2 separate regions of the Mus musculus genome follow, and region 2 is linked to region 1. A link is a contact called in public HiChIP or PLAC-seq data. All regions are on one chromosome and are shown on one strand. The core of a region is the stretch at or near the end of the contact, and the rest is flanking DNA. Distances in the headings are between cores, read along the strand shown.

Region 1 (6,320 bases), core at 2,814-5,313:
ACATACTTACAGGCAAACACTTACTCATACACATATATAAGAATAAATACATCTTTTTTTTTTTCTCAAGTCACGAAGTTACTGATGAAGTCAGGTAAGTTCAAAACATTACACAAAGAGAAAGAAAACTGCTTTTTAAAAGGTAGCATTTTATGGGCTGGAGAGGTGGCTCAGTAGTTAAGAGCAGTGGCTGCTCTCTTGAGGCCCCAGGTTGGATTCTCAGCACCAGCACCTACATGGTGGCTCAAAACCCTGGAACTCCAGTCCCAGGACTGCCCACCCTCTCTGACCTCCACTGTAAGCATATGGAACAAGCACAGACCTACATGAAGGCAATATACTCCTACACATAAGATGGCATTTCGTGGCATCATTTAAATGCGTTTTCAAAAGGACAAAACTACAGTGACGCCATGGCAGGTCAATGGACGCAGGTGGGAGCTGCAAGAGGGTGGAAAGGAGCGCTGCAGGGTGATATTAGTGTTCTAGAACAGGACCTGGGTGAGGCCTCACAACCGTCTATGTTACCATAGCTCATCAAGCCATAGCTGCGATACGTAAACTACCGATTTTACCGGGCATTACTTATGCAACAATAAAAGCAAGCTGCACAGTCACTCACCATTGTAGCCTTCCAGAACAGAATCAATAATTGGTCTTGCAGTTAAGTTATACACATCAAGTTGTTTACTTTCTGGTCCAAAAACAGTATCGAAAGTAAATGTCTTTGGAGGTTCGTTGGAGGAATCGGTCTTATGGACGGTGATAGTTCCCCTCATTTCATCCACGCTGACGGCCTGTCTATAGCACATTGACTTCTCTCTCTCATTGAGAGGCCGGCACCTAACCACCACCTTCACATTATCGCAGCTTTCCGGCTTCTCCGACTTATTGATCTGGTGGAGACAGTGTTTACAAAGAGTGAGAAGAACATTCCTTTTGCTCTAAATATAGTTAGAAAAGTCTACTTTTCCACCTCAGCATCCCGGATGTGCTAAGACTTTACAAGCCTTCGATAAATGCAATTAAAGATCTCTACATATACAGAAAGGGTTTATAGGTATACAAATGGAGACTGTTTCTTTTGCAGTACAAAAGAGGGAAGAGAAAAACTCTAATTTACATCTGAAGCAAATGCTTCAAGTGGAGAAAATGAACTAGTTAGTATACAGGCATTAGCTCAACAGTCCACACAGCTGAAGTTCCTGCCTGAAAAAACAAACAAACAAACAAAAACAAACAAACAAACAAACAAACACGCGTGAAGTGGTTGACAAGCTTTATTAAGAATCTGAGGTCGGACTGGAGCGATGGCTCAGTGGCTAAGAGCACTGGCTGTTCTTCCAGAGGTCCTGAATTCAATTCCCAGCAAGCACATGGTGGCTCACAACCGTCTGTCATGGGATCCGATGCCCTCAGAAGATAGCTACAGTGTACTCATATAAATAAAATAAATAAATCTTTTAAAAAAAAAATCTATGAGGTGAAGCTGTGGTACATACCTTTGATACCAGAACTCCTGAACTCCTGGAGGCAGAGGCAGATGGATCTCTGTGAGTTTGTGACCAGCCTATATAATATAGTGAGACCTTGTCTCTTGCTCTCCCATGACATCTAATTTCATTTCCTAGAATGCATCTGTAAGATTTTTACCATGTGATACCTCCATATACGGCTTTCCTCTCCACCCAAGACAAGTTAAGGACGGAGAAGGCCAATGACATACAGAGAAAAATGTCTTATGAACGTTTATATGAAGTTTTGATTGTCAAAATTTTACATGACAAAGATCCTAGGACTGCCATGAATATGTTTCTCTCCAGTTTGGCCTTCATCACCCTAGGCTAGGTAGCATCACCTGGGCCTTCGTTCGTCGACTACCTACATTCGCTCCTGAATCTAATTAAACCACCCTTCCGTCTGCCCTCTTACACGATGGTGTAAACACAAATCAAATCACATTATTCCCCATGTAAAAATCTCCCCAGATGACAAGCCAAAAATGTTTAGGAGGTACAGAAAAGCCTCTAGGCTTTACCAAATACTCTTCCTCCTCTCAGAGTTTCGTGATCTCCTCTTCCCTGCGGACTTTCCTCGAGTCCTTCGGTCTAGAACATTCCTCATGCCCTTCTTCACTTAGGTGACATCTACTTATCCTTCAGTTTTCAGCTCAGCAGTTCCCATGGGAACACTTCTCTGACTAGGTCAAATGCTTTTTCTATTTAGTAGACTCTGAGAGAGAGCTTTTAAAGAATACATTTTGACTCTGGGTTGCTCCTTGACTGATGTCTGTCATGGTATATTCATCTGAGATTCAAACAAGGAATCAAGGGTCTGAATTCAACCCATAAAATCCTTTTATTTGCCTCAAAGTATTTTTGTTTTGTTCTGATACTGGGTCCCATGAAGCACGGGGCAGCCTAGAATTCTTTATGAAGCCAAGGATAGCTTTGAACTTGAGACAGGATTTCTATGTGTAGCCTTGGCTCTCCTGGAACTTACTCCATAGACCAGGCTGGCCTTGAACTCACAGAGATCCGTCAGCCTCTGCCTCCCAAGTGCTGGGTTTAAAGGTGCCACCACTGCCCGACCAGCCTTAAACTCTAAATCCTCCTCCCTCAACCTTTCAAAGTGTTGGCCAGCTGGCTCAAAGCATTTTTAAGTATTTTAGTCATCTGCTAAAACTGAGAAACTTCACAAATATAGCAATTTAAGTCTTTTGAAAACAAAAGTAGATCTGTTATCTGTAGGCCAGCATTCCTTTATGGAAACCTTTTCCAATTCACCAGATCCAATTTCTGCCATATGCAGATTACTCACTTCATTTATTAAGGCTGTCTTTTCTCTGTTAAATGTATATGGTTTTCACCTCTTCTCCAAAGTCAAAACTTTGGTAATGAGGCTGGAGAGATGGGCCAGTGGTTAAGAGCACTTACAGAGGACCTTACAGAGGACCTGGGCTGAGTTTCCAGCACCCACATGGCAGCTTACTACTGCTTTTAACTTCAGTTCCAAATAATTCCATGCACTCTTCTTCCTTCCCCTGGCACGTGGTGCACATACATACATACATGCAAACACTCATACACATAAAATAAAAATTGAATTAAAAACACCTAGCACAACCTTACCGCCTGCATAGTTAACATATATACGGCTAGTGCGCAATCTTTGTTGAATATTCATTATTCAATAAAGCAATAAATATAAACAAACACTGAGCATTTTGTGCTAAATGTCAAGCCCTGTCCTTCAAGTGTCCTGTGCATTAATTTATTTTGCCTTGATAAAAACCCCAAGAAGGAAAGTTTAAATGTGTAGGAACTAAGGGCCCAGACGCTGTAAATAACCATCGAAGGCCCCATAACCAATATATAATCTACCATGGCTCAAGTCTTCTCCAATGGGACTTACAACCACCCCCTTATTATGGCACGATAACAATCCGTGAAATCCTAGGAGGTAACCAAATCGCCACCGCATACTCGCACAAAGACACCTACAGGTTACATTCTGCACCATAAGCTAAGGTGCCCGCTCGGAATGACAGCTTATACCCAGGGAAGTAGGGGGCCAGAGCGTAGACTCTGGGGTTCCGAGCATCCGCAAGACCATGGTGGCCACGCGCAGCCACCAAGCCTCCACTGTCCGCGCGGTGCTTTTCTGTCTGGCAGAGCAGGCCTGGCGAGATGCAACGCGTTCCGGGGCAACTGGGCGGGTCCCGAGCGGCCCCCGATGCGTCCGGACCCCAGCCCCGCCGCCCCACCGCCCTTCTCCTCCAAGGCCTCCCGGCCTGGCCACCCTGCCCCGCCCGCCGCGCGCTTCTATGGCAACGGCCGCGCCCCCGAGCAGGGCCGACACGATGAGCCGAAGCCCCCGTGGCCGACTGTCCATCCTCACCGGCATGGTGGCCGCGTCCGGTGCTCCGCCAACGTCCCCACTCCGGATGCAGCCCAACAACACCGGGTTTGGGGGCGAGGCTGGCCACAGGCGACCGCAACACCTTAGCGCTCCAGAGACTGCGGCTCACACAGCTACAGAGGGCAGTGCGCAGGCGCACTCTGAGCTCGCCCCGCCCAATCTCGGGTGTCCTGGGCTCTTGAAGTACGCATGCGCAAGGCCTTTCCGCGTCCATCTCCATGGACGCTAGACTGGGGCAACGCCTGCGGGGTGCTGCCATCGCTCTGCTCTGTAAAGCTGGTTCATGTTGAGGCCACCAGGACATCTGACCCGCTCAGACTGCCAGGAGCTTCCGGCGCTGGCAGTGTCCCAAATATTGAAAACAACAGTGGACAATAGCGTACCAGATTCTGATGACTCCTTATTTTATGAGGAATATCAGGGGTTGGGTTCTGTTTATCTCTACTATCTGTCTGCACCAAAAGTTTGAATGAACAGGACCCTGATCCAGCCATATGAGGAGAGAGCGGAGACCAAGGAGACCAACAGGCCAGGAAGGTAAAGGGGGAAAAAAAGTGAAAATGACCAGCAGAGTCAAAATGGATGGATTATATAGGGAAGGACCCCAGAAGGGCAGCTCAGCACCTGGGCCGGAAGGTTCACGGGGTGGACTATGCCAGCCAACCCTGTAACAGGTAGGGACTGAGGGATGCTGGGAGCATCCAGGTCTGCTTTAATATGTGAAAAAGGCACCTCAACCATTTGTTGGGAGTTTGAGACCTAACTCAAAGGAGAAGCTCCGTCTAAATAGCCATTTGCCCAACAGAACTGCTTAGGGTTTCTCAGTTATGGGAGAGTTTGTTTTGTTTTTGGTTTGTCTTGGGGGGGGGGGTTTCTCACTGGATAGACCAGGATGACCTTGAGCTCACAGAGATCTTTTGACTCACGAGTGCTGGCATTAAAGGCATCTTCATCACACCCGGAAGTTATAGGAGAGTTTAAGTTGCAAGTAATTATAAAGTGTGTTCTGTGTTAACATTCAAAATGTTCATCTTGGGTCTGAAGAACTGGCTCAGCAGTTAAGAATGCATACTGATCTTGCAAAGGGCTGGAGTTAGGGTCCCAGCACTCAGGTCAGGCATTCACAACTGCAGCTCTAGGGGAATCCCATGCCCTCTTTTGGTCTCTGTGGGAACTGTACTCACATGCATATATCCACTCATAGAGACACACATATACTTAATTGTAAAAAAGTCTTCTTTTGCTGGGCAGTGGTGGCGCACCCCTTTAATCCCAGCACTTGGGAGGCAGAGGCAGGCGGATTTCTGAGTTTAAGGGCAGCCTGGTTGACAGAGTGAGTTCCAGGACAGCCATGGTTACACAGAGAAGCCCTGTCTCAAAAAAAAAGAAAAAAAAAGTCTTCTTTCAAAACTTCCTCTTCAATACATCACAGTTAGTCTTGACTATTAGAAACATGTTTTGTATTACTTCTCAAAGATGCTGAGTAGGAGAAGGTAAAATACCCATTTCTTATGGTCATGTAGACCACCATTGCACAGCTGTTGCTAATAAATGACAACCCCCTATCCTTTCATTACAGTTTTATACTTATTTATGTAAGTGTATGGTCCAATACGCATATGCCACAGCTCATATGTGTGGAGGTCAGAGAACACCTTTCAGGAGTTGGTCTCCTCTTCTTCTTTCCCTGTGTGACCTCACTGATGGAGCTGAGGTAGTCAGACTTAGTGGCAAGCACATCTACCCACTGAGCAATCTTGCTGGCCACTAAAGTTTTTGGTTTTTTTTTTTTTAAGATGTCTCTATTCTAAATGAGTCTTGAAGTGGAAAGTTCTGGTTTCCTTGGAAAGTTATGCCAAGCAATGTTTTGCTGGGGCACAAAGGTGAAAGGATGTCTTGCTAAAGCAAACACGTGAAAGACTGTTTTCCTGAAGCAGACACAGGTGAAAGGGTGTTTGGATAGAGCAAACTCATGAAAGGACCTGTGATGAAGGAGTAGAAACATGACCCCGCTGACAGTGGGAGACGAGCACAGAGCACTGGTTTGATTTGCTCCACCTCAATATTCTTCTCTAACAACATTCATGTATTGGTTCGCCTTACATTGAGCTCAACTCTGATACTGAGAGAAACTCAACAAAGAAACTGCTCATAAGGTTCCTATGGTAGCTTGCTGCGTCTAAGGCCTCTCCTCAGGCCGGTTGACAAGCCTGGCAACTTCTCCAGGATTGAACTACAGTTGCTGGTTCGTGATTGGTGTCTGCCTGCCAAGAGGACTGGAATGTAGTTGTTGGTTCATGGTTGGTGTCTGCCTGCCTAGAGGACTGGTCTGAAGCTGCTGAGTTGTATTTGGTATTTGCTATGGGACTGATCTGCTGACCAAGAAGATCAAGCTCACC
Region 2 (6,320 bases), core at 1,408-3,907, 88 kb before region 1:
AGGATACCTCTCTCATCACAGGAAAAACAAGCCCAAAAGTGTTTGCTGTTTTCAGTTTCTCCTGCTTTCTACTGCTTTGTATACCCAGAAGGTAGACATGCTTGGAAGATTTGACAATACTCTTGTCTGTTCACTCCCTTAAAAACAGACAACAACAAAACTACCATAATCAAAGCTGCTAGTTTCCTAGCCACTTTCTGTATCTCAGGCAAATTTTATAGGATCTGTTTTCGTAGTAATTGGAGATTGGAGAGATGTTATGTGACTTGGAGCACAGCTTGTCTTTCAGAAGGTGAAGCTACGTCAGTGGCTGCTTCTTTAGATGGCCTACTGCAGTCACCTTGGTCATCCCCAGTGGTTACGCACTGTGCTGCTAACTCCCAGAGAGACCCAACTTCAGCTGCCCGGCCAGCCGACCGACCAACTGTAGCAGTCGTCATTTCTGTGACACCCTGAGCCTTTCTGTACGAGGCTCCCTCTGCTCTGACTCTCTACCCTACTTGGTGTGTGTTCTCCATTCACAAGCTTATTTATGTTAGTTACCAACCAGAGGAAAAAAATAACATTTTAAAAGGCCATTTATAAAATTAGGATCCTAGCATATAAAGCTTTGGAAAAGTAATCTTCACATATGATTGGTTCTCGAAACATTCTGTGAAATACTTTTTGTTACCATTTTCCCTTTTTAAGAAAATAATAGCTGGTTTGTCTACACTTTATGAAAGAAGCATAAAGTATCAGGCAGAGATGAGCGTGGGTTAGAAAATGGAGACCTGGTGAAGCAGAGAGGCTTCTCCAGGCTTACTGTTTCAGCAGCCTGCATCTGATACTTAGACGTATTTATGTTGAGTCATTTCTTTCTCTTTGGCTGGTGACCAGAAGATCACGGAATGATTGTACAGAGGCAGCGGCATTACGTTTAGTTTCTTTTTTTGTATATATCAGATAAGAGGCCAGCAAATGGAAGGGAGTCCGCGCACATCCTTTGCATGGTGATAGCTGTGAAACTTGCCTTCCTACCACTGGAGTGACTTTGTTAGTCCTGTCTCCTGAGAGCTGAGGTAGCTAGGGCAGGCATGGTGTTCAGGTTTAACAGGAAGCTTTGGCTTTCACAAGCATTTCTTCTTTCAGTGTCTAGAGACTACTGCTTTAAAAGAGAATTGAAGTAAGGGTAGGCCTGTGGAGGTTAGTGCACACTGGTACTAGCCCTGGTGACTGATGAGAGAGTCAGGCTTCTAAGTCAAGGCCTCCTTTTGAGCCACAGATGCCTTCGGGTTGGTAAAATTCACAGATCTAAAAAATAAAAGGTAGAAGGGGCTGGCTTTTGATGAACCTTAGCAATTCTAGAAAAACTGGCCACGGTGCATGGTGGCACACACCTTTAGTCCCAACACTCATGAATCAGAATCAGGTGGATCTCTGAGTTCAAGGCCAGCTTGATCTAGAGGACAGCCTGTAGAGACCCTTGTCTCAAAGAGAAATAAAAATTCTAGAATGGCCAGACAGCAGTTCCAGAGACTTTACTTTGTTCTGCGACAAGAACCTCTGGCTAGCTACACCCTCAGCCTTAGCACATAGGTCTGCCCGCAACAGGCCTCTTGCCAGTTCTGGAGAGGCTGCCCCCCAATCCCTCTCCATTGTGATCTTAGGGCCTAGGAAAGAAGTCTGTTAAAGATTTATTTTCTAAAAGGTTCTGGGGATTTGTTTTTAGACAGGGTTTCACTGTATAGCTTTAGGGAATTTACTGTGTAGACCAGGCTGGCCTCTGCCTCCTGAGTGCAGGATTAAAGGTGTGTATGTGTGTGTACCACCACACTCAACCCTTGCAGCTTCTGAGTACTTTAAGAAGTCCTTGGATGCCAGAGGAAAAGACGGAGATGCGTGACAACTTGGGGCCTGGCAGTTCTCAATACCAGGGAAATGGCACTGCTTGGTCCTGTTTAACTTTTTTCTAGACCTTTCCATAGTCTACTTTTCTAATTAAAAGTACTAGGGGTCTGGAGAGATGGTTTTGCGGTTAAGAGCACCAACTGCTCTTCCAAAGGTCCTGAGTTCAAATCCCAGCAAACACATGGTGGCTCACAACCATCCTAACAAGATCTGACGCCCTCTTCTGGAGTGTGTGAAGACAGCTACAGTGTACTTACATATAATAAATAAATAAATCTTTAAAAAAAAAAGTACTAGGGCAGTGATATTATTATCATTATTAGTATACATATTCATATATAATTTAGCATATACTACTACATAGTTATGTCTTTCATATAAATAGTACATATTGTATTAAGTAAAACTGACTTCCTTTTTCCAGAGCAATTATGAAATTTCACAGTATGAAAATGGAAGAAATCAACAAAATTATTCGTGATCTTTGGCGGAGTACCTATCGTGGGCAAGGTAACTAACATGGTGTGTCTCAAATGCTTGTTCCAAAGCTCTGCCCACAGCCTCTCCTGTATGACCTTAGTTGCCAGCTTTGCCTTCTCAAACCCCTTCCTGAGCAAGTCTTTGAGAGTTTTCTAAGAATTCTTATCTTTGCAACATCTTACAACAAAATGAAAATGCAGTTTCTCTTCCAAAGCCCTGTACGACTCATATTGGCTGCAGCAGACACATTTAGCTGATGACATAATGGGTTCTGTGAAAGCGCAGATAGGGATAGGCCCAAGTGTGATAAGAAAAGTACCCAAAGGAAACTCTTAGAAAAGAGCTGGGCCCAGGCGGGGGTGGGCCATCCAGGCTGCATCTGGGCAGACCACATGATCTGAGTCTTCCTGGCCAGAGAGTTTGCAAGGCAGCCAGTGCTCCTAAGGACATCAGACTCACTGTCGTCCCAGGCTTCTATGACGATGTGTTTAAGTGACAAAGGTGTAGTGTAGGTTCTCTAAATTACTCTGCTTACTGTCTCAGATATTGAATACATAGAAATTCGATCTGATGCTGATGAAAATGTATCGGCTTCTGATAAAAGGCGAAATTACAACTACCGAGTGGTGATGCTGAAGGGGGACACAGCCTTGGACATGCGTGGACGATGCAGTGCTGGACAGAAGGCAGGTATCAGCAATCTAGGGAGCCATCTTAGCCTGGAAGATGGCCCTGATGTCACAGAAGTCTTAGAGGACCATTACATGAACGAGAAGCTCCTACAGCTTCCTGGCCACCTTGTGAGACAGACATGGCTACCATCAGTGCACCATCCTGGTGCCAGCCAACATGCCCTGTAGCCCTCTGAAGATCACTTTTAAGAAAAAAGGGTCAAGGGACTGGAGAGATGGCTCAGTGGTTAAGACCACTGGTTGTCCTTTCTTAGAGGTCCTAAGTTCAATTCCTAGCAACCACATGGTGGTTCACAACCTTCTACAATGGACTCTGATCCCCTCTTCTGTCATGCAGTCATACAGGAAGACGAACACTCATACATAAATATATTTAAAAGGAAAAGAGTCAAAGTTACTCAAACCCATTTTCACTTCACAGCATTCCTCAAAGTAAAGTCACTGTTTCATGGGCCCCAAAGATGCATTCTGGTATAACAATGGGCAGGAACATCTCAGAACCTCAGAAGTAATAGTAATTATACTGCCAATCATAAATAACACTAGTAGGGGGAAGGACGTGCCTAAGTTGGTAGAGTGCTTGACCAGCATGATCAGGCTTTGGGTTGACCCCACCACTCTCTAAACTTGGCTATAATCCCAGCACATGGAAGTAGAGACAAGAGAGAAGTTCACAGTTAGCCTGGGCTACAGAGTGAGTGAGCCCAGCCTGGGCTACAGAGGGCCATATTCAGATGAACAAACAACACAGCAAACTAGGAGACATTCTAATCTGTGTCACTGAGAATATAGCCCCTGCATGGGCCTTAAGCTCCATTTCCCCAGCACAGCTTTGGGCTGGGCCTCAGACCATTGAATAGAGAGATCTGCTGTCAGAGCTTTGGTATCATAGGGACTTTCTGCCCCTTACCACTTAAATAAGACACAGTGGCACTACATGAAGCTCCTGGAGGAGGGGTAGTATGTAGGTTTGGAGTACAGGGGAAGTCAGGATGAGAAATGATGTCTCAATAAGGCTAAAGCATGAGACCTGCATCCCAGGAGCACAGGAAGGTCATGAATGTTTGATTTCTGCTAACCATACACAGAGTGCGGATTCTGAGCTGTCATATTAAAGCAGATTTTCATAAAACTTCACAGGCTTAGGGAAGGATGTCACATTACTGGCATAATTATCCCCGTTACTGCCAACCCAGGCAGCTCACACCGATTTCAGGCAAATGAAGGTTACTGTCAAGACCATAGTCTGAAGAAATGACTGACTTGTAATCTATAAACAGGATCCCTGCCTGCTTTGTTTGCTGATGTCTAATGTTGACTATAAATGAGTTTGAAACATGGTTTGTGAACAAAAGTCAGTTTTCCTAGAGCTGCTCTTAAATTGAGAAAACTGGCAGTGCTTGCCTCCTGGTGTAAGGAGAGGTGTCGGATGGATGGTATAGAGGCTGTGGGCCAAGCTGCAGCGTCATGTGAGTGAGTAGTGGTAAACGGGCAGGAGTAGGGGTCAGAAGCAGGAAGGAAGTGTCTGCCCCTCCAAGGGACAGTAAGCTCCTGCACTCTGCTGACCTGCTCGGGGAGTCAGAGGGAAAGTGTGTACTGCCCTGCATTCAGCAGCCCAGAAATTCAGCAGGCAGTGAGGTTAGAGCTCACACAAGAGCACTATGCACTGCCCAGACAGTCTGGGTCCCTTTGCTGTGTCCCTCCAACCCTGAGAGGGCTGGGGCTGAATCTGAGGGTTTAATGTCTCATTTTTAATAACCATGAATGTATTTAGTAGGCTCCCTACAGATAGATGCAAATAGAGCCATATTCTAGTAACTCCAACATAGAATTTGTTCTCCCTCATTGACACAATTACACAAGCAGACACGGTGTGATTTAGAACACACTACCTGGCTTCTCTTTTGGACCAGAGAATTATGGAGATTTAAAGATATCTCTCTAGAAGTTAAAGTGCCTGTGAGGTTAGGAAGATGTAGTGTCCTTGGATTTTCCAGTCAGTTTCATGGCTGAGGGCTGTAAGGCCTGGTGTGGTTTCATACACCTTTAGTCCCAATGCTCAGAGGGCAGAGGCAGGCAGATCTCTGGGTTTGCTGCCAGTCTGGTCTGTGTAGTGAAGTACAGGTGAATCTTAAGACTGCTATTAATATTATCAAGTGCTTATAAATTGTATGCATCTACCGTTAGCCTGTGATGCCAGTTTTTAGTAAATCTGGAATGCTTCCAGGCTGTTTCTCGGTATTTTATTTCAGCACAAATGATAAGCAGAGAAATGTGGTTAATGGTCCACCTTCCAGAAAAGCTTGTATCTCCATTGAACTGTCCTTGACTTCAGCCACCTGTGACATTTCCCACCTCTTACTACATAGCCTGGGATGGCCTAAAACTCAGAGATCTCCCTGCCTTTGCCTTCTGAGTGCTGGGGTTAAAGGTGTGCACTACCACACTCGGTTCATCCACCATGCCCTTCTGTTCTCACATGTGTTATGCAACTTTTCTCCAGGTGCTAGCGTCTCTCATCATCCGACTGGCCCTGGCGGAAACCTTCTGTCTGAACTGTGGCATCCTTGCCTTGGATGAGCCGACAACAAATCTCGACCGAGAAAACATTGAGTCTCTTGCACATGCTTTGGTTGAGTAAGTATTTGAAGTTTAGGGGCAGGTTGTAATATTTTTTTTAAAATACAGAGCCAGGTGTGGTGACACATATCTTTGATCCCAGCACTTAGAGGCAAAGGCAGGCTGGTTACTGAGTTCAGGGCCAGCCTTGACCACATAGTGAATTCTAGGCCAGGCTCAAAAACAAACAAACACAAAAACTCCAAACCAAAAAGAATTCAGTTGAGGCCAGGCTCTGCACTTTGCTTTTCAATAGTAGTTCTCCAGATTCTCTTGAAAAAGAACTCGTGCCCGACAGTGGTGGCGCACACCTTTGATCCCAGCACTTGGGAGAGGAGGCAGGTGGATTTCTGAGTTGGAGGACAGCCTGGTCTACAGAGTGAGTTCCAGGACAGCCAAGGGTACACAGAGAAAAACGCTATCTTGAAAAACAAAACAAAACAGAACTCATGAGGCTGGAGGGGTGGCCAGTGGTTAAGAACACTGGCTGCTCTTCCAGAGGACTTGTGTTCAACACACACATGGCAGCTCACAACTCCAGCTCAGAGGATCTGACATCCTCACACAGATACATATGCAGTTAGAACACCAGTGCTTATCAAATAGAAGGAGCTGGAGTATTGAGACACAGCCATATCT

What was found. HiChIP or PLAC-seq counts read pairs in DNA pulled down with a chosen protein or histone mark.
Region 2: a CTCF HiChIP or PLAC-seq map of CD8 T cells shows a contact between it and region 1, with 5 read pairs. The contact joins the enhancer-like site here to the promoter of Kif3a in region 1. A contact is called at or near these places in 1 of 15 datasets of contacts at CTCF or cohesin (CD8 T cells), 2 of 115 datasets of contacts at active chromatin or transcription factors (effector CD8 T cells and embryonic stem cells) and 3 of 9 other capture datasets (adipose tissue, liver and pancreatic islet).

The regions. Positions count from the first base shown.
Region 1 is chr11:53,565,112-53,571,431 of GRCm38.p6, reverse strand. Kif3a (kinesin family member 3A) reads right to left here and starts at 4,063. Exons shown (of 18, transcript NM_008443.4): 1 at 3,901-4,063; 2 at 623-896. The coding sequence starts at 3,906. It overlaps A430108G06Rik (RIKEN cDNA A430108G06 gene), which reads left to right and starts at 4,119. Exons shown (of 2, transcript NR_168001.1): 1 at 4,119-4,595; 2 at 5,718-6,320.
Region 2 is chr11:53,651,613-53,657,932 of GRCm38.p6, reverse strand. It overlaps Rad50 (RAD50 double strand break repair protein), which reads left to right. Exons shown (of 25, transcript NM_009012.2): 22 at 2,315-2,400; 23 at 2,914-3,056; 24 at 5,566-5,699. Among named protein-coding and RNA genes, the nearest start is that of Il13, 20 kb to the right of the region's middle. Within about 2 kb of position 2,657, at least 51 of the 459 cell types and tissues checked have an H3K27ac peak or open chromatin away from gene starts, as enhancers often do. A contact at or near this core is called in CD8 T cells, where this site is marked.